Regions from separate parts of the Mus musculus genome. Here regions 1, 2, 3, 4 and 5 are each linked to region 6. The links are chromatin contacts, called in public Hi-C, promoter capture Hi-C and targeted proximity ligation maps. All regions are on one chromosome and are shown on one strand. The core of a region is the stretch at or near the end of the contact, and the rest is flanking DNA. Distances in the headings are between cores, read along the strand shown.

The links. Promoter capture Hi-C pulls out the DNA fragments that hold promoters and counts their contacts. Hi-C and Micro-C count contacts between places; a contact is called where the count stands out from the background.
Region 1: a contact with region 6 is called in a promoter capture Hi-C map of erythroid cells, with 4 times the contacts expected there. A contact is called at or near these places in 4 of 39 promoter capture datasets (cranial neural crest, erythroid cells and liver), 1 of 130 datasets of targeted methods (pancreatic cancer cells) and 1 of 9 other capture datasets (liver).
Region 2: a targeted proximity ligation map of pancreatic cancer cells shows a contact between it and region 6. A contact is called at or near these places in 1 of 39 promoter capture datasets (erythroid cells) and 1 of 130 datasets of targeted methods (pancreatic cancer cells).
Region 3: a contact with region 6 is called in a promoter capture Hi-C map of liver, with 2.7 times the contacts expected there. A contact is called at or near these places in 2 of 39 promoter capture datasets (cranial neural crest and liver).
Region 4: a Hi-C map of B cells shows a contact between it and region 6, with 8 read pairs. A contact is called at or near these places in 2 of 39 promoter capture datasets (liver and pre-B cells), 1 of 484 Hi-C or Micro-C datasets (B cells) and 2 of 9 other capture datasets (adipose tissue and liver).
Region 5: a promoter capture Hi-C map of liver shows a contact between it and region 6, with 4 times the contacts expected there. A contact is called at or near these places in 2 of 39 promoter capture datasets (liver and pre-B cells).

Annotation. Positions count from the first base shown.
Region 1 is chr19:6,333,640-6,336,339 of GRCm38.p6, reverse strand. Men1 (multiple endocrine neoplasia 1) reads right to left here and starts at 1,327. Exons shown (of 10, transcript NM_001168489.1): 1 at 1,258-1,327; 2 at 435-895. The coding sequence starts at 879.
Region 2 is chr19:7,204,929-7,207,708 of GRCm38.p6, reverse strand. It overlaps Otub1 (OTU domain, ubiquitin aldehyde binding 1), which reads left to right and starts at 1,425. Exons shown (of 7, transcript NM_134150.2): 1 at 1,425-1,507. The coding sequence starts at 1,450.
Region 3 is chr19:6,908,307-6,911,006 of GRCm38.p6, reverse strand. Trmt112 (tRNA methyltransferase 11-2) reads right to left here and starts at 1,309. Exons shown (of 4, transcript NM_001166370.1): 1 at 745-1,309; 2 at 543-644; 3 at 334-423; 4 at 1-255. The coding sequence starts at 822. The coding sequence ends at 148. Prdx5 (peroxiredoxin 5) reads left to right here and starts at 901. Exons shown (of 6, transcript NM_012021.3): 1 at 901-1,548. The coding sequence starts at 1,390. It overlaps Esrra (estrogen related receptor, alpha), which reads left to right. Exons shown (of 7, transcript NM_007953.2): 7 at 1-30.
Region 4 is chr19:6,417,464-6,420,163 of GRCm38.p6, reverse strand. It overlaps Nrxn2 (neurexin II), which reads right to left and starts at 1,408. Exons shown (of 23, transcript NM_001205234.2): 1 at 1,192-1,408. Gm14965 (a long non-coding RNA gene) reads left to right here and starts at 1,402. Exons shown (of 3, transcript XR_879495.2): 1 at 1,402-1,673; 2 at 2,504-2,687.
Region 5 is chr19:6,305,136-6,307,835 of GRCm38.p6, reverse strand. It overlaps Cdc42bpg (CDC42 binding protein kinase gamma (DMPK-like)), which reads right to left and starts at 1,379. Exons shown (of 37, transcript NM_001033342.1): 1 at 961-1,379. The coding sequence starts at 1,120. Gm52380 (a long non-coding RNA gene) reads left to right here and starts at 1,290. Exons shown (of 3, transcript XR_003952842.1): 1 at 1,290-1,372; 2 at 2,124-2,201.
Region 6 is chr19:5,271,854-5,274,576 of GRCm38.p6, reverse strand. Pacs1 (phosphofurin acidic cluster sorting protein 1) reads left to right here and starts at 1,458. Exons shown (of 24, transcript NM_153129.3): 1 at 1,458-2,038. The coding sequence starts at 1,689. It overlaps Sf3b2 (splicing factor 3b, subunit 2), which reads left to right. Exons shown (of 21, transcript NM_030109.2): 21 at 50-656. The coding sequence ends at 121.

The DNA.
Region 1 (2,700 bases), core at 78-2,577, 1.1 Mb before region 6:
CAGTACATTGCACGGAGAGCTGAAGCACTTTGTCCTTAGTCAAGCCCGTGCTTCCTTTCAAAATATTTTCAAAGGTATAATCTTAATTGTCTCAAATGTACCCACCCATTTGTCCTACCTCCCCAGTCTGCTACCACCTTCTTTCCCCATATGTTGGGCTGCCAGATCCCTCTGGCTATTCAATGGCAGGGCTGGGACTGTTGAAAGACTGGGGAGTAAAAGCTGGCACCAAATGACCAGGTTCCAGTCTCAGCCCTGTCATTCTGACATTCCCCTCTTCAGAATTCTCTTTCCACAACTGCGAAGGAGAAATAATACCTGCCCCACCACACAAGGTTTACAAGTCTCAAAAGGGCTATAAGCCATATTGTTCAGACATGAGAAGAGGTAAGACAACACTCATTTGCTCTCCTGACCACCTGTCTGACTCCAACCTGTGATGAAGCTGAAGAGGGACTGGATGTGGGCCCGGTCCTTGAAGTAGGAGCGGCTGAGGCTGTTCCATATGACATCCGAGACCTTTTTTACCAGTTCGCGACTAGAAACACCTCCCTCTCGAGGATAGAGGGAGAGGTCCACAGCGCCGCGGATCTGAGCGGTGAATCGGGCATAGAGGGCAGCAATGATGGATAGGTCGGCCACCGGGAAGTAGGTGAGGCCACCAGGAGGGTCGGGTGCGGGGCTGGGCTGGAAGGTGAGCTCCGGCACGTTGGTGGGGATGACACGGTTGACAGCCAGGAAATGCTCCACGAAGCCCAGGACCAAGGACAGGAGCACCAGGTCAGGCTCCTCTCGGCCCAGCTCTGCAGCAAACAGGCGCACCACGTCGTCGATAGAGCGCAGAGGGAACAGCGTCTTCTGGGCGGCCTTCAGCCCCATGGCGGCGGGCGGTGGCCTGCGGGCGAGCCGAGGGAGGGAGGGTCGGGCTCGGCGAGAGAGCCCCCTCCCAGGCTCGGCTAAGGCTCTACCCTCCGCCACAATTCTGCTTCGCCAGCCGCTTCGTCCTGTGCTCACGGGCGGCGGCTCGGTTTCTGAGACCCTTCAACCAAGGCTATATAGGGCCTTCTAGTTCCTTACAATTCCGGGACCCCCAGCCCCGATGAGGCTGCTCCCAAAGACCTATTGGGGACCCTCAAAGGCCGCCCCTCCAGTCCCTACAATCTCTACCCGGCCCTCTGGAGCCTGTCCAGAAGGCAAACCCAAACCAGCCTCCCACAAGTCCCAAGGAGAGTCCCGGCTTCGGTCCCCCGCGCCCACCTCCGCGCTTACATCCCACACAAGGCACCGCGGCGCCCGCCGCCTGAAGCCTGCTGGGAAATGAAGTCCCGCGCCTCCTATGGCCGCACTGCCTGCTGGGAAATGGGGAGTCCTTGCTCACCCGGCCCTCTCTAAATCTGAAAATGACAGCCAAACCCGCAATGGCTTATGGAAGAAGTAGTCCTGCTGCTCCAGGGCGGGTAAGCTGAGCTCCTCAACGATTGGTCATCTAGGATCACGCCAGAAGAAGTTCCTCCGTGACTTCTGGGAGATTGTAGTCCTAGGATTAAACTCAGGCGCAGTAGCGCCCCTGCAGTGTGTATTATGGCCAGTTTAAGATGTGAGGGAAACTGTTGCTCTAAAACACTACAAGGAGGCTGGAGACCTGGTTCAGCTGTTCAGAGCACTTGTTGCTTTTGCAAAGGACCTGGGATCAAGTTTAGGTCCCCACACCCACATTGTGGCTCACCATCTGTAACTCCACTTCCAGAGGACCCATGCTTTTCTCTGACCTCCACCAAGCTTGACTTGGTGCACACACATAAAAAGGCAGACGAAACATCCACACCTAAAAAGAATGCAAGGCTGAACACAGTACGGCGGAGGCAGAAGGATTTTGGTGAGCTCAAGGCAAGACTGGTCTATGATCCAATACCAGTCCTTGAAATTAGAGGCAAGGAACTCAGGGTGGACTTCAGAGATGACTCAGAGTTAAGAGCCCTGGCGGCTCTGGCTCAGGACCCTGCGTTCCCAGTATGTACATGTTTGCTCACAACTGGGTCTTTAGCCCCACTTTAGGAGGTCCAATGTTCTCTGCTGTCCTCTGCAGGCTCCAAGCAGGCACCTTATGCACACACATAGGTAAAATAAAATTAAGGAAAGAAAAGAAAAAAAAAATCAGGAAGTTCAAGGTCAGTTTTACCTTAGACAGGATCTTGCTTTTTAGTTCAGACTGGCCACAGACTCACAATATTCCTGCCTCAGCCTCCACCATGCTGGGATTATAGATGTTCACCACCAGTCCACATGGCACCACCCCTCCCACAAGGCTTCATGACCTCATCTTAATTCACGAAGTCTGTAATGACCCTGTTTCCAAAACGAAGTCTTTTTGTCTGAGACCAAGACCTCAATAGATGAAGCTGAGGAGATGATGTAGCAGCTGAGAGCCTTTTGTTGTACCAGTAGGAGGACCTGAGTTCAAATACCCAGAATTCACTTATACGTTTGGAATCCTAGCATTATAGGGCATGGATGGGGAATGGGGTCAGTGTGGGGGTTAAAGGGAGGAGGGTCTTGGGACTTCCTGCCTAACGACCTAGCTGCAGGTTCAGAGAGAGAGCCTGTGTAAAGGGAAGAAGACAGAGAGAGTCATAAAGAAGGATATGTGATCTTTCTGTTTTCCACATCTGAGCAGCTCCTTACACAGGTGTAAAGACACCA
Region 2 (2,780 bases), core at 176-2,675, 1.9 Mb before region 6:
TTTCTTTTTGGCTCCTTCCCCCCTTTTATTTTTTCTGTTTTTGTTGTTTTTTGAACAGGGTTTCTTTGTATAGCAATCCCCCCTTTTGTTTTTATTTATTTATTTATTTTGATACAGGGTTTCTCTATGTAGTCTGTGAGTCTGAAACTCACTGTGTAGACCAGGCTGACCTCTACTCAGAGATCCACATGCCTCCCTAGTGCTGGAATTACCATGCCTAGTCTGTACTTGATTTTTCTAAAATTTTTTTGGTTTTTCAAGACAGGGTTTCTCTGTGTAGCCCTGGCTGTCCTGGAGCTCACTCTGTAGACCAGGCTGGCCTCGAACTCAGAAATCCTCCTGCCTCTGCCTCCCAAGTGCTGGGATTAAAGACATGGGTCACCACAGCCCGGCCTGATTTTTCTAAATCTTTAAGAGTGCTTTCCACCCTGGCCTCCAGTTACCTGGACTGGTAGACCGACCATACAGGAGCTGGAGTTGGGACTAGTAAGGACAGAGAACTGATATTCTGGAGGGTAAAAGGAATCTGTGTGGCTCAGTGATGGCTATAGCCAGGCTACCAAGAAGTAAATGCCTTTTCCTGCAAACGCTCTGGTGTTTGCTTTTCAGGGTACACAGGGCCTGCAAATGGGAATGTCCATTTCTCAGAATGGAGACATAACTCAAAGAAAATGGGTAGCTTCGGCAAAAATTAGCAAAGATGGCCACTTTTTGGCTCAGGTTTTGTTTGGTTTGGTCTGGTCTGTTTGAGACAGGGTCTCTTGTAGCCAAGCCTTGCCTGAAACTCCACGATTACCTTGAACGCCGGATCCTCCATTCTTTCTCCACCTTTCACATGTTCGGATTATGGACTCAAATTCTTGCTTTTAAGTGGCTCTGCTTTCTCAAATACGAGGACATATAGCCTAAAGTTAGGTCGAGGGTTTTGGTTTTGGTATCAAGGGAAGATGCTCCCCGTGCTGGAAACAGGTCTTTACAGCTTTAGAGAACAGGCTCAGTGGTGAGAGGCGAGAGGCCGCGAAGGCTCCGAAGGGCGTCAGGAGGTTGTCACCACTTCCTGTCTCGAGGTGGCTCTGCGCTCCGCACTGCAGCTACCGTCCTGTACCTTGAAAGTACGCGCAGCTGGGATTAACCTTCTAGTGACTTTAATTCCATCTTGTTCCTTATCTTAGTTACACAACCTGCGTTTCAAACTTCAGTATACAGAAAACAGAAATGACTCGAGGAGGTCCTTAGCCCCGCAGGACCTTTGGGAAAGTGGAATGTGGAAGCGCGCGTGGCGTCCCCCCAAGCTCTCCAGGGCAGCAGGAGCAGCCCAGGCCCTGACGACTGCCAAAGGGAGCCTGTTGCTAGGGGCGTTGCGAAGGAGGGGCCACAAGGAGGGGCTCCCTTCCGGGAGGAGGGCAATTAATAACCCGGAAGCGATCGCCAGTGCGGCGCTGTTTAAAGATGGCGGCGGAGGAACCTCAGCAGCAGAAGCAGGAGCCACTGGGTAGCGACTCCGAAGGTACGAACGGAGGGAAGGATGTCCTTCCCGGGCTAGCGGGGGCAATCCACGGCCCGCCGTTCCCGAGGAACTCGGGGAGTCAGGGCCCTGGGGAGTAGGCGCAGCGTGCGACCGAGCCCTTCCCCGCGTCTCCTCCCCTCCCCCTCACAATGGAAGCAGGGCCGCGGCGACCCCCGGCCGGGCGGGGCGGCCGGGGCCGGGGCTCGGCCTCTCGCGCACGCCTGGGGCGGGGCCTGGGCCGCCCCGCCTCCGCCGGTCCCGTGGCCTCGGCCGGCTCCCACAGTCAGCCCGCCGGAGACCTAGCAGTCAAGCCGAGGCCTAGGCCGGGGCCGAGCTGCTGAAAGGCGTTGAGGAACGCCGGGCTTCCAAGGACGAAGTCCCTGCTGGGCCGTTCGGGATGCCATTGGCGGCTCTTTGCCTTAGAGCTTGTGCTGGCCTTACAGCACCTTTGAGCGGATCCAGGCATTGTTTTCCTAGATTCTTGGTCTTTAAAAAAAGACAGAAACCAGTCACACCTTCTCCCTGTCTCCCGAGAACTTGAGCTCTAGGGGTTGAGTAAGTCTGTTGAGTGGGAGGGACAGTCCTGTTGTAGGACATGGTGGGAAGCTCAGCTGAGAACCTAGGATAACCAGGCCCCAAAGGATTGGCTTTAAAAAGCCAGTCATACTCGCACACCCTACTCTAACTCCACACTATATTCTAGAGGTTGAGGACTAGGAAACCCAGATACGCAGAAAGAAATTGTTCTCCATCACATCTAAGAAGGATCCAAGACTAGAAACTCCTACAATAGCTGCTTAGAGTCCTCAGAACGAACGTCCCGAATCCGTGGATGACTCTAGAGAGTGCTTAGGTAGTAGTTGCTGCTGGCAGGATCCCAGCATATTTTGATGATGGGAGCAAGGTGATGGCATTAATCCATTCTAGAGGTGAGGGGAGAGGACTTTGGCAAGTGACATGTCCAAGAGCTCAGACTGGAATTTTACAAATGTGGACTTGACCTTGGACAAGATGGAGTTACCTCTGGTTTTTGTTTTTTGTTTTTTAATTTGGAAAATGAACAATACAGGGGACCACAGAAGGACAAAGGGCGTGTCTCAGTAAAGTGCATGCTTACAGGATGCACTCATTCTTCCTAGGGCTCCACCCCTTCATCCTGCTTTCTCCCAGAGCTCCCTTCCCCAGAGCATTCCCTAGATGCTACACAGTGCTTTTAGAAGGCAGGGAGGAAGGAATATCGGGGCTGCAAGAGAGCTTTGGGGGTGATCTTTAC
Region 3 (2,700 bases), core at 60-2,559, 1.6 Mb before region 6:
AGAAAAAAAATATACTATGGAGCTCAAGTACACGGTGGTCGGTGAGTCACTGGGGGGAGTTTGGGGGTCACACATGACACGTCTATTTAACAGACCGTACAACAGAAACACACAGTCAACAAAATACCAAAGTGGCGGCTAGCAAGGTTACGTCTCAGTCTCCTCATCATTCAACAGCATATTGGGGATCCCGCGGCTGATGGGGAAAAGACGACCAGATTCTGGGCATTGCAGGGTGCCCTCCAGTACATCAACCTGCAGGGGAGCAGGACAAAGCTAAGCACCGGTAGCCTCAGTGGGAGGTCTGGGCAGGCGATGCCCAAGGATTCTCACCTCAAGCAACACGTGGTGCATCTTCCTCAAAAATGTCTCGTCGTGCTCATAGCCTTCAGTCGGCTCTTTGGGTACCTCGGCCAAGTTTAACTGTGGAAAGGAAGCGTACGTGGTCAGTGGGCACACGAACACCGAGGCCGTCCGGGCAGGGAAGAGGCTCAGAGCCTGAGCCCGCCCCCAAGGGGCGACAGAAGGGGCGGGGTCCTTACGGTGTCCGCTGCCTGCACAAGCGCCGCCCACTCCACTTTGGGGATCATCCGCGCCACGAACTCCGGGTTGAACTCCACGGGGTTGATGCGGACCTCAGTGGCCTGCGGGGGGGGGGGGGCGGTAAAAAGGTTTAGCGAGGTAGGTCCGGGTCCCGGAGGCTCCACCCTGAACTATATGGGCGATGAACCCTTGTGCAGTTACCTGCAGGCGCAGCGGGAAGCCACGCGTGCCCACGCCCCGCACATGGGAGCTTAGGAGATTGTGGGTGAGCAGTTTCATGTTGTCACAGCGGAGCGCGTGAGGCCGGAACCGGAAGGAGTCCACACTTCTCCTTTCTACCACTTCCGCTTTGAAGCCGTTGAACTCTTCGCCGGACCGGAAGTGGCCGACTTAGGGGACCTTTTGGGGGGCTTGGCGGCAGCCGAGATCGGAAGGACTGTGTTGGGTCACGTCCTGGTACCGGAAGCGTTTCTCGGGGAGACTGCAAAGGCTTACGCCGAATCCCGCTCGCTGAAGAGAGTACACACTATGCAAGTCACGTGTAAACCGGCTGCGTTACGGCGCAGGTAAAACGAACACATTTGAGGCTCAGCCAGATCATCCCCGACCTCTGTTTGCGGCTATGGGTCACGAACTGTCACGTCGGTAAACCAGGCACCTCTTTCTGCGATTGAAGAAGGTGTGCGAGCCCTGAGAGCCCCGCCGCGTCGTAGTGCGTCACGGCCCTGCCCCTCTAAGCCGGCGCTGTGGCTGCGACGTGGGACGTGCGGCGTGGGCGGAGCTGTCCCTGCATCCACCTCCTGTGGGCAGAGCCATCTGCGGGTGGGCTGCGGCAGCGGGGCGGGTATGCTACAGCTGGGGCTTCGAGTCCTGGGCTGCAAAGCCAGTTCTGTGCTCCGTGCATCGACGTGCTTGGCAGGCAGAGCAGGCCGGAAAGAAGCAGGTTGGGAGTGTGGCGGAGCCCGCAGCTTCAGCAGCTCCGCGGTGACCATGGCCCCGATCAAGGTGACCGGTTTTACCTTTCCTGGGTCCAGCCTATCGCGTCTCTTTGGGTTCCACGCGGGGTCTCGGGCTGTCCTCCTTGACGTTTCTTCTTGTCATGTTTTTTGTAAGACCCTGTCTCTGCTTCTCCGTCCTGGGACATTTCTTGAGCTGCCCTCTCACATCTATGCCACGTCCAGGGACAAGTCCCCACCATTTTCAAGCGACCGAATGCTATGTCATTTCCCACATTCTTAAAATGCCTCTTTTGCCGCTTGGCAGCTTTTCCAACCCTTTCCCCAAAGCCCCAGCACTTTTGTGATTGTACTAAACTCCATTTCATCTCATCTTTTGAAAGAGCCATGGTCCCTTGGGGACCTGGGTTGATCTTTTCCACTTCTGTTTCCACTCTATGTATGCTCACCCCGATCCCGCCCTTCTGTTTGATCTTTCTGGGAATTCTTGAACCTATCCCCTCTCCTGTTTTTGGACTTAATTTTTAGAGAAAGAGAGAGGGAGGGAGAGAGGAAGGGAGGGATGGAGGGAGGGAAGGAAGGGGGGGGGCACACAGAGACAGAGGTTGACTTACTATATAGTCTTGGCTGGCCAGGAACTTGGTGTGTAGACCAGACTGGCCTCAAACTCCTAGAGATCTGTCTGACTCTGCGTCCCGAATGTTAGGATTAAAGGCCCTTTATAAAAAGAAGAAAAAAGAAAAACTTTTAAACATGTACTTAGTGTGTGTGTTTGGTAACAGGCATGTGAGTGTGGTGGTCAGAGGACAATTTTCTCAGGAGTCAGTTCTATCTACCATGTCGCTTGTGGGGCTAGAGCTCAGTTGACCAGGCTTGGTGGTGGGCACCTTTACCTACCCACCTCAGCCTTCCTTTCCTCTTGTGGCTCTGAAAGCCCCCAGGTGGGCTGACACTTCCCACCGACCCCAAGAGCCTACATCCTGAACATTTTGGCTTACATAGCTAACCTGGTTTTCCAAAGTGTTTCTCCTGGTGTGTGGATAGGATTTTTCTTCCTGCCTGTTACCAGGCGGTTTCTCAACCCCAAACATAGCCCTCTGTACCCCTCCTCTGTGCATTGACCCATCTTGGGTGGCTTGTTTATACAGTATTGCAACACTTGAGAAGGCCTCTCCCTTTCTCTGTTGCCACCAACTGGCCT
Region 4 (2,700 bases), core at 159-2,658, 1.1 Mb before region 6:
AGAGGGAGGGGCAGGAATGACTAGAAGGTCCTTGTCTACCCCACCCACCCACAATATGTGCAAAGAACGAGGGTGTTTGAAAGCCGGAAGTAGTCAAGGGGGCTGGAGACCCAAGACCCACCCCCTCAGATTTTCTTGAGCACTGTGGAGCTGGGCACCCTTTCGCTGTGGAGCACCAAGGAACTACCCCTCCCATCCCTGCCGGTTCATTAAGGCCCTGGATGCCTCAAGAGGGGGTGACGGCAAAGGCAACTGGAACAGCCCAATAACCCCCACAAATCCAATTTCACCTCCAGGAGCCCACCCAGGGTCCTTGTGGTCATACCCCCATCCCAAAGAACCCAGGCAGACTGCTCCTCCCTCTGGGGGAGAAGGCTGGAGCATGAGAAATGGTTCCCACCTCTTTGAGGTGGAGGGATAAGCCCAGGGCTCAGAAGACTCCTCTACCCTTCCAGTACTCTGTGACCAGAGCCCCACCGCTGCCCTCAAGTATATTCTCAGCCAAGCAGAGCCTCCTTCGACCGGTTTCCCTCTCTGTCACCCCCCAGCTCTCCCCAGCAAGCTTCTCTCCTCTCCCTCAGGCCCCCCATCTTGTCCAGCTCTTCCCCGTCACAGACTCATCTATGCCTAGAGCATCCTGGCATCTTCCCCTCTGCTCCCTCCTGATAACCTCCTCTCCCCTTGGCTCCCATCCCCCAGTAGTCTTTTCTTCAGTGGTTGCCCCCAGACCTCCCTCTCCACTTCCCAAACCTCTCTCCAGCCTGCCTCCTCTCCCACTAAGACCAGTGTTTCTCCCCTGCAGACCCTTCAGACCACAACAGCTCGCAGCTTCTCTGGTCCATCACTGCTTCCAGCTGCCAGGACCAGCATAGACTGGGACCTCCCCCCACCCCTATTTCAGAGCCCTTCTCACAGCCCTATGGATGCCCCTCCTTCAGACCCCCTTCCCCCATCGACCCTCCCTCACCACCTTGCATTCGCCCCAGCTCAGGGCCAATGCCCCTTCCACAGGGAGTCCCCCAACCTCCCCCAGCGGCTTCGCCTCCTCGCTGTCACCCAGCCAGCCCTCTCTGCTCGGCGCCCCCGCCCCCCAATCCGTCCTTTCTGCATCCGCCGCCCCCTCCGACCCGCTCCCCTCCCCCGATTGGCTCCCGCCCCCCACCCGTCTCCGCCGCAGCCCCCCCCCCATACCTGGTTTTGGGGGCGCCAGGAGCTGAAGGGTAGGGATCCGAGCCTAGAGACCGCTGGGTCTACGGCAGGTAACAGATCCTGGGCCAGCGATATCGGCTGCCTCGCGCCTCCTGGTCCCCGCCGCGTCCCCGCCCGCCCCGCCGCGGTGCCGCTCCGAGGAGGATGCTCTGAGAGTCAGGGCGGCTGCTCCCGCCGCCGCATCCCTGCAACACCGACTGACGGCAGCATCAGCACCAGGACCCGCCCCCCAAGCACACGCATTGGGCCACGCAACACTGACGGACGAGTGGCACAGCCAATGCGAAGATGCAGAAGCCGCCAGTCCCGCGGCTCCATGACCCGCCTCCCTCCTCCGCGAGGACCCAGGCGTCCCGGCCCCAGGGCATCCGAGCCCTTTCCCACCTCTCTGGACCTTTGCCCGGACGTCCAGGCCTCTTAACCCAGCAGGTGCTCTCCCCAGGCTCGGGGTCTTGGGAATCCAGGTACCCTAGCCCCTTCTACCTTTGGTTGGGTTGTTGGATCCCACACCCACCCGCCCCTGCCGGCGGGTCCCGAAGATAGTGCCCAGGGCTGGGACAAACCAAAGGAGAGGACTGAACCCCGACTTGAGGCACCGAGAGAGCAGGACCCGAGCAGGGCCTTGGCCACAGCGCCCTCTGCTGGCTGAGTCTGGGGGGGCTGGCCTGGGCTACCCGGAGCCAAGGAAGCCTCTCCCACCCCAGGACTGCTAGTGGCTTTTCCAGTCGCTCGCAGAGACCCTACCAATCACTGTCTCTGTATCCTCTAGCTGGAAGCCTCCGGAACTGAAGAGCTAGGGGCTTTTCTGAGATAAGGACGAAGCTTGGAGGTTGGCAAGATTCTAAGCTAGAGACAGTGGGGTTTCCCAGCCCAGACTCATGGGAATCCCAGAGTTTGGAACCAGCTTTCCACCCCTGTGGAAGGCTTTTCTGGGGTAGGAAAAGGCTAGTGGTGGGGTGGAAGCTACCCACTCCCTGTTACTGAATACAAATCTAGTAGAATCTTCCCTTCGAGCTCCTACCCTTAGCTGTGAGTTTCAGAGTGTGGTCCTGGCGTGCAAGTCTTCTGCAGTAAGAATGTCTGCATCGCCGTGTTTGTGTCAGAGTGTGAGGAAGGAACACCCCTCTTCATTTACTCCACCGAGAAAAGGTAGATCCAGCGCCTAGGTGTGTATACCATTACCTAAGTTGGACACAAGGCTTCTCAATGAGACAGTGTGCCGGCGTGGGTGTGGCCGTGGGTGTGTGGCAGACCATTTTGCCAGTTCTCTCCAGGCCCCTGATTTCTGTTACAGGGCCTGTGATCTGCACAGCTGGTAGCAGTTGGCATTTCCTTAGCCAGAGGCAATATGCAAGAACACACGTCCAACCACTAATGTATGCAGATACACATGGGGGCACACAGCCATGCACACCTATTCATGTGTGCCCAGCGTTTCCAAGAAACACAAAGGGACACTGCAGAGATGCCCCACCATGGTAAGTCACCACG
Region 5 (2,700 bases), core at 130-2,629, 1.0 Mb before region 6:
GCCCTGTGTTGGGGTCCCAAGCAGAGGTGCCAGAGGCAGGCAGGGAGAAACACACATATGTGTAAACACACACACATGTGCCACATGCACACACCCAGGTACAGGTGTCATGTGGGAGTGATGACAAATCAGACACTTGTAAAACACAGAAGAGTCACAGAGAAACAGGCAGGCAACGGGGGCAGGGCCGTCTAACTGCTCTCACCCCAGAAAGAAATGGCAGGACTGGCTGGTAGACCCCCATCCATATTTGGCCTAGCCTTGTGTCTGCCCATAGCTCAGGAGCACCAAGAACTCTGATCGCCTACAGGGTAAACACCCCATGTTTCAGGCCCAATTCCCATGCCCTCCTCACCAAAGCCTGGCCAGATGTGTCCAGTGCCCACATTGGGTTTAGGATCACCCTAAGTCAGCCATTCCCAAGGATTCAGACGAATCAAATAAAACCACTTCTAACAAGACCCCAAATCCTCCAAAGGGGTTGAGGTTGGTTCTTGGTCCCGGCTAGGGATTGAAGTAAGGAGACTTGTCTGCAAGGTGAAGGACGAGGACTTTTGAGTGTGTGACAGGTGAGAGGGGTCCTAGAACAAAGTGCCCGTCCTCTTGAAGAACGGAGGAAATAGAGAAAGTCTGTATGTTTATGTCACACAAAACGGTGTCCGCCTAAATGTATGTTCTAGGTAGAGCATGAGGTGACCGTTGTGAAAGATGTGTATTGGCAACATGTCTGGGGTCTGTAGCAGGGTATGTGGGAAGTGTACCTTATGTACCTGTCTCTGGGAGTTTGAAGTAAGGTGCAGGTGAGCGAGCGGGCTGTGGAGACCAACGGCAAGCGTTAGATACAGCACAATGAGGAAGTTTCAGGAATATGCCACTCCCGGGAAAAGGTCTGGGGGCACAAAGCTCCAGGTGTTGTCGTCCCTCCAGCTTCCCTTCCCGGGTGTTGCCCGGACCACTCACCCCAGCTCAGAAACTGCGCCACGTTACGCTCCCGGCGCAGGGGGGCGCTGCTGAGCTCTTGGTGCACCCCCAGCAGCAGATCCAGGAGGCCGTCGAGCCCTGGGCTGCCACCAGCTTCGCCCCGTACCAGCTGCTCCAGCGCACGCAGCCGCTGCTCCATGGCTGCCGCTGGAGCCCCGAAACCCGGGCTAGAGCCAGGCCGCCCGCATGCCCCGTCCGTCCGTCCGCCCGGCGGTCCGTCTGTGGTCCCGTGGCTCGTTCTGCGCGGCTTCCCCCCTCCCTCCCGCCCTCCCCGCTGTCACCTTCCTCGGTCGCCACCCGCGCTCCTTCACCTGGTCGCCCGCCCCGCCCTCCAAGCCCGCCCCCGACGGACGGGCAGGTGCGCGCCGGCCAATGGGAGCCGCGGCTGAAGGTGAAGGTGGGAAGGCGGAGGCGCGCGGGGGCGGGGCCGACCCTCGTCCAGGAAGTGGGAGGGCGGGCCACGAAAAGTAACTCCTGGGCGGGGTTGGAGGGGGTCCGTTGGGGTCGCAAAAGGCCCCTCTGATCACGGTGCCACCCCAGTCCCAGCGCCACCTAGACCCTCATGAGACACTAACCTAGACAGAGCCTAGCGCAACTTCCCGCGGGACCCGGCCAGCGGCCTGTCCCTTAGCCAGGCCAGAGGGGCTAGGGACGGTTGCGGCCCTGAAGCCGGATGGGAGTTGTAGTCCGCTCTGGCCTCGGTTTGAAAGCGGCGCTAAGGCAACACACCCATCTACCCCCAAAAGTTTCTGATCTCCTTTAAATCCTTAAAACTAACCCAGAGACATGTAGTTGAGGTAGGATGGGCACACTCATTTAGCATGAATACACTGCGGCTTTGGAAGGCTGAGGGTAGGGGGTCTCTGAAACTAGATTCTCGTGTGGACCTAGATGGGACTGATTTTCAAGGCTTTGGCGGGAACAAGGCCCTGAACTGGAACGTGGAGGGCACAAGAAGTTTGAGATGTGCTGATGGAGGCAAAGGAGGTGGAGGTGCTGGCTGTGTCCAGGGAGGTTTTTTATTTCTGGCCATCTGTGTTGGTCTTGATGGTGACAGGCCAGATACCAAAGAGAAGGGTGCTCTGGTGTCTTTTGAACAACTTGTTTAAAGGCCTACTTAGAGGGCTTGCCTCTCCTTCCAGACTGCAAGCTGAAGACCTTGACAGGATCGAGTCATCAGCGTTGAGGGAGGAAGCATTCTGAATGTTTGCAGGGGCAAAGTGAGTGGGACACCCAAATCCCATCTAACGGGGTCTAGAAACATTACAGGGGTTATGTTGGGGTGGTGGTGTGGGAGTGCACGCCTTTAATCCCAGTACTTGGGAGGCAAAAACAGGTAGATCTCTGGGATCCAGGCCAGCCTGGTCTTCAGAGTAAGTTCCAGGACAGCCAGGGCTATACAGAGAAACCCTGTAAAAAAAAAACAAAACAAAAAAAAAAAAAAAAAAAAACCAACCAACCACTGTAGGTCTCTCATTTGATCTTTACAGAAGCCCCTTCTCCATGAGGTCCACAATTTGAAATGGGGAAAACACAGGCATATATTTCTTTCCAGATCTATCAGGCTGGGAAAGAGACTCAGGATTCAAATTCAATGCCATGGCACTGCCAAGGGAGGGTCAGGGAGGGCAGACTGGAGTTTGGATTTACGGTTTTTGTTGTTGGTGTTGTTTTTATCCTCTCATATAAACTAGGCTGATCTGGAACACACTATGTAGT
Region 6 (2,723 bases), core at 209-2,708:
TCTGGGGTTGTCTAACCTATTGTAACTTCTCTCTCTCTCTCTCCTACAGCAAAAGAAACGGAAAGCTCAGCCCCAGGACAGCCGTGGGGGCAGCAAGAAATACAAGGAGTTCAAATTTTAGGTCCTGCTCGCATAGCTGGCCTGCCTTTAGGCTCTTTGTATGTCTGGGCTTTCTCTGTGGCTCCCTAAAGCTAGATCTGGACTCCCTAGGCTCGTCACTTCCTGTTCTTATTTTAGACTTGTTTTGTAAATAAAGCTGTTTCCCAAGGAAGGATGAATACAGGCGCTCTTGAACCTCTCTCTCTTTTAGCTTCTGCAAAAGCATCTACTTCTTGCCTGTAATCACAGATGGCCCATAGGACTATGGGACTGTAGTTCTGAACTGAACTTGTGGGTAGTTCACTATCCCTACCCCTCCTGTGTGTGAAGGCTCTGCTGAAGGTACCTTTGGGTCTGGTCTGACCTTACTGCTTTGTCCGTGGGGAATAAAAATAGCCAGCTTAGCACCGTGGCTAGGCTGGGAAGTAACTGTAGGCTAGGGAAGTAGGCCAGGTCAGGCCTTCCTCATTGACCTTGTGGCAGAAAGGCCGATTTCTTACCTATTGGAGAACATCTGTCTCTAAATAAAATCTCAATTGTTCCAGAGTACTGGCTAACTACTTGGATTTACTAGTGTGTGTGTGTGTTGGTGGGTGGGTGGGTTTGAAGGGCTTGTTTTGTCTTCGTCACTGAGTTCTGAGAAGTTTTTTGAAAAACTAGACTAGGTTGGAGCACAGGATTCCATAACATTTGCTCAAGTACTGGGGAGAAGGTGTGGGTGTAGGAGAGTGCAAGAGCTCTAGGTAGGGTGGGGGTGTGTGGGGATGGCAGCTGATCAGGCCTTGAGAGAAATAGAATTCTAGAAATTGAGAAAGCACCGAGGCACTCTGGGACTTTTGTAAAGAAGGCTGTGTCGGGGGCGCTGTACCAAGAAAGGCTGTTGGACCTAGACAACCTTAGCTCAACTGGCTCCTGCCCACAGTCAAGCTGGAACTTAAGCTCCTTAGGTGGTGGCCGGCCCCTGGATCTCTACCTACTGCTTCTTTTGCAGAAGTGGGCGAAATAACCACAGAAGGGGTCGCCACAGCGGGCTATCCGATTTCCATGCAACGCGTGACCAGAACTACGTGTACTGCAGATCCCAGGGGCTGAGCGCGCTCTCGTACAGTCTTCTCCGGTCCGGGACCGCGCCCCGGAAAACCCGGGTTTCCGCTGGCGGGGTAGCAGCCGCCCGAGGAGGGCGGAGGGAGGAGGGGCGCGGAGCCTGCACGCCGAGGCCTGCTAGGGACTCCAGGGCCGCGCCGCGAGAGCGCGCGGGCTGTAGCCCCTTCCCGGGGGCCGCGGGGCCGAGCGCGAGTCTGGCCCCGCCCCTCGGCGCCGGTCTGGGTGGGGCCGCGGCTCCCCGCCCCTTTCGGACACGCCCACCCAGTGTCTGGGCCTCGCGGGCCGCAACAGGCGGCGGCGGGCGAGCGCGAGGACCGCGCGCAGCGAAAGCCCGCGCGTGCGTGCAGATTCGCTGGTGGCTCGCGCTCCGCCGGGCGTTCTGAGGAGACGCGCTGAGCCGCTGCCGCCGCGGGGGGAAGCCTGAGAGTCGCTCGCGTGCCCTCAGTCTGCGTAAGCCCCGCGCCCCTTCCTCCCCTGGCCAGGCCATGGCGGAACGCGGAGGGGCGGGCGGTGGTCCCGGAGGCTCCGGGGGCGGCAGCAGTCAGCGGGGCTCTGGGGTCGCCCAGTCCCCGCAGCAGCAGCCGCAGCAGCAGCCGCCGCAGCCTCAACAGCCGACGCCCCCCAAGCTGGCCCAGGCCACCTCGTCCTCCTCGTCCACCTCGGCTGCGGCCGCCTCCTCCTCGTCCTCCTCCACCTCCACCTCCATGGCCGTCGCGGTGGCCTCGGGCTCTGCGCCTCCGGGCGGTCCAGGACCAGGCCGCACCCCCGCCCCAGTGCAGATGAATTTGTATGCTACCTGGGAGGTGGACCGGAGCTCATCCAGCTGCGTGCCCAGGTGAGCAACGGGCGGCTGGGAAAAGGTGTTGGCCTAGGGGACCGCCAGGCTGGCTCTGTGACAGGCCCCGCCTCCCCATCTCTCCGGGGCGAGTGGAGGGTACGTCCTCCACTCCTAGCTCATCTTGGCTTTGGGGGGTGGGGGCTGTCTTCTCCTGGGCCTTCCAAGACTGTTGTGTGGGCCTGCCCTCTCCAGCAGTCCCACCTTCCGCCTTGGCTCGAACCACCCTCCTGTCCTCCTGGAGCAATGGTGGCCTCGGGGACCCAGCCCAGTGGCCTTCCTTGGCTGGGTCTGACCGAATCTGGCCTTCCTTACGGTCAGTAAGTCACTCTTCTTCCTGCCTCACTGGCGCCCGTGGGCTGTACATATGTTAATGTTACACAGATGTGGTAAAGATGGCTTTGATATAGTTCTTTCCCAACGTACTTAGCATGTGCCAAATTCATTTGTCACCTGTTGCAGGTAAAGCTGGTTAACACTTGGGGGTTCAGTACATACATTCATATGTTCTTCATGCTACACACATTCTCTGGGTACTCTGTGCTCTTAGTTTGGACATCAGTTGAATGTGTTCTTAAATGCAAGTTTTCATTTCCTCCTCCACTAGATACTGGTCACAGAGTCTCCAGGTTCCTATGAGCTCTGTAAAATGACTGCCTTGTTCCTAAATTCAACCCATTTTTCT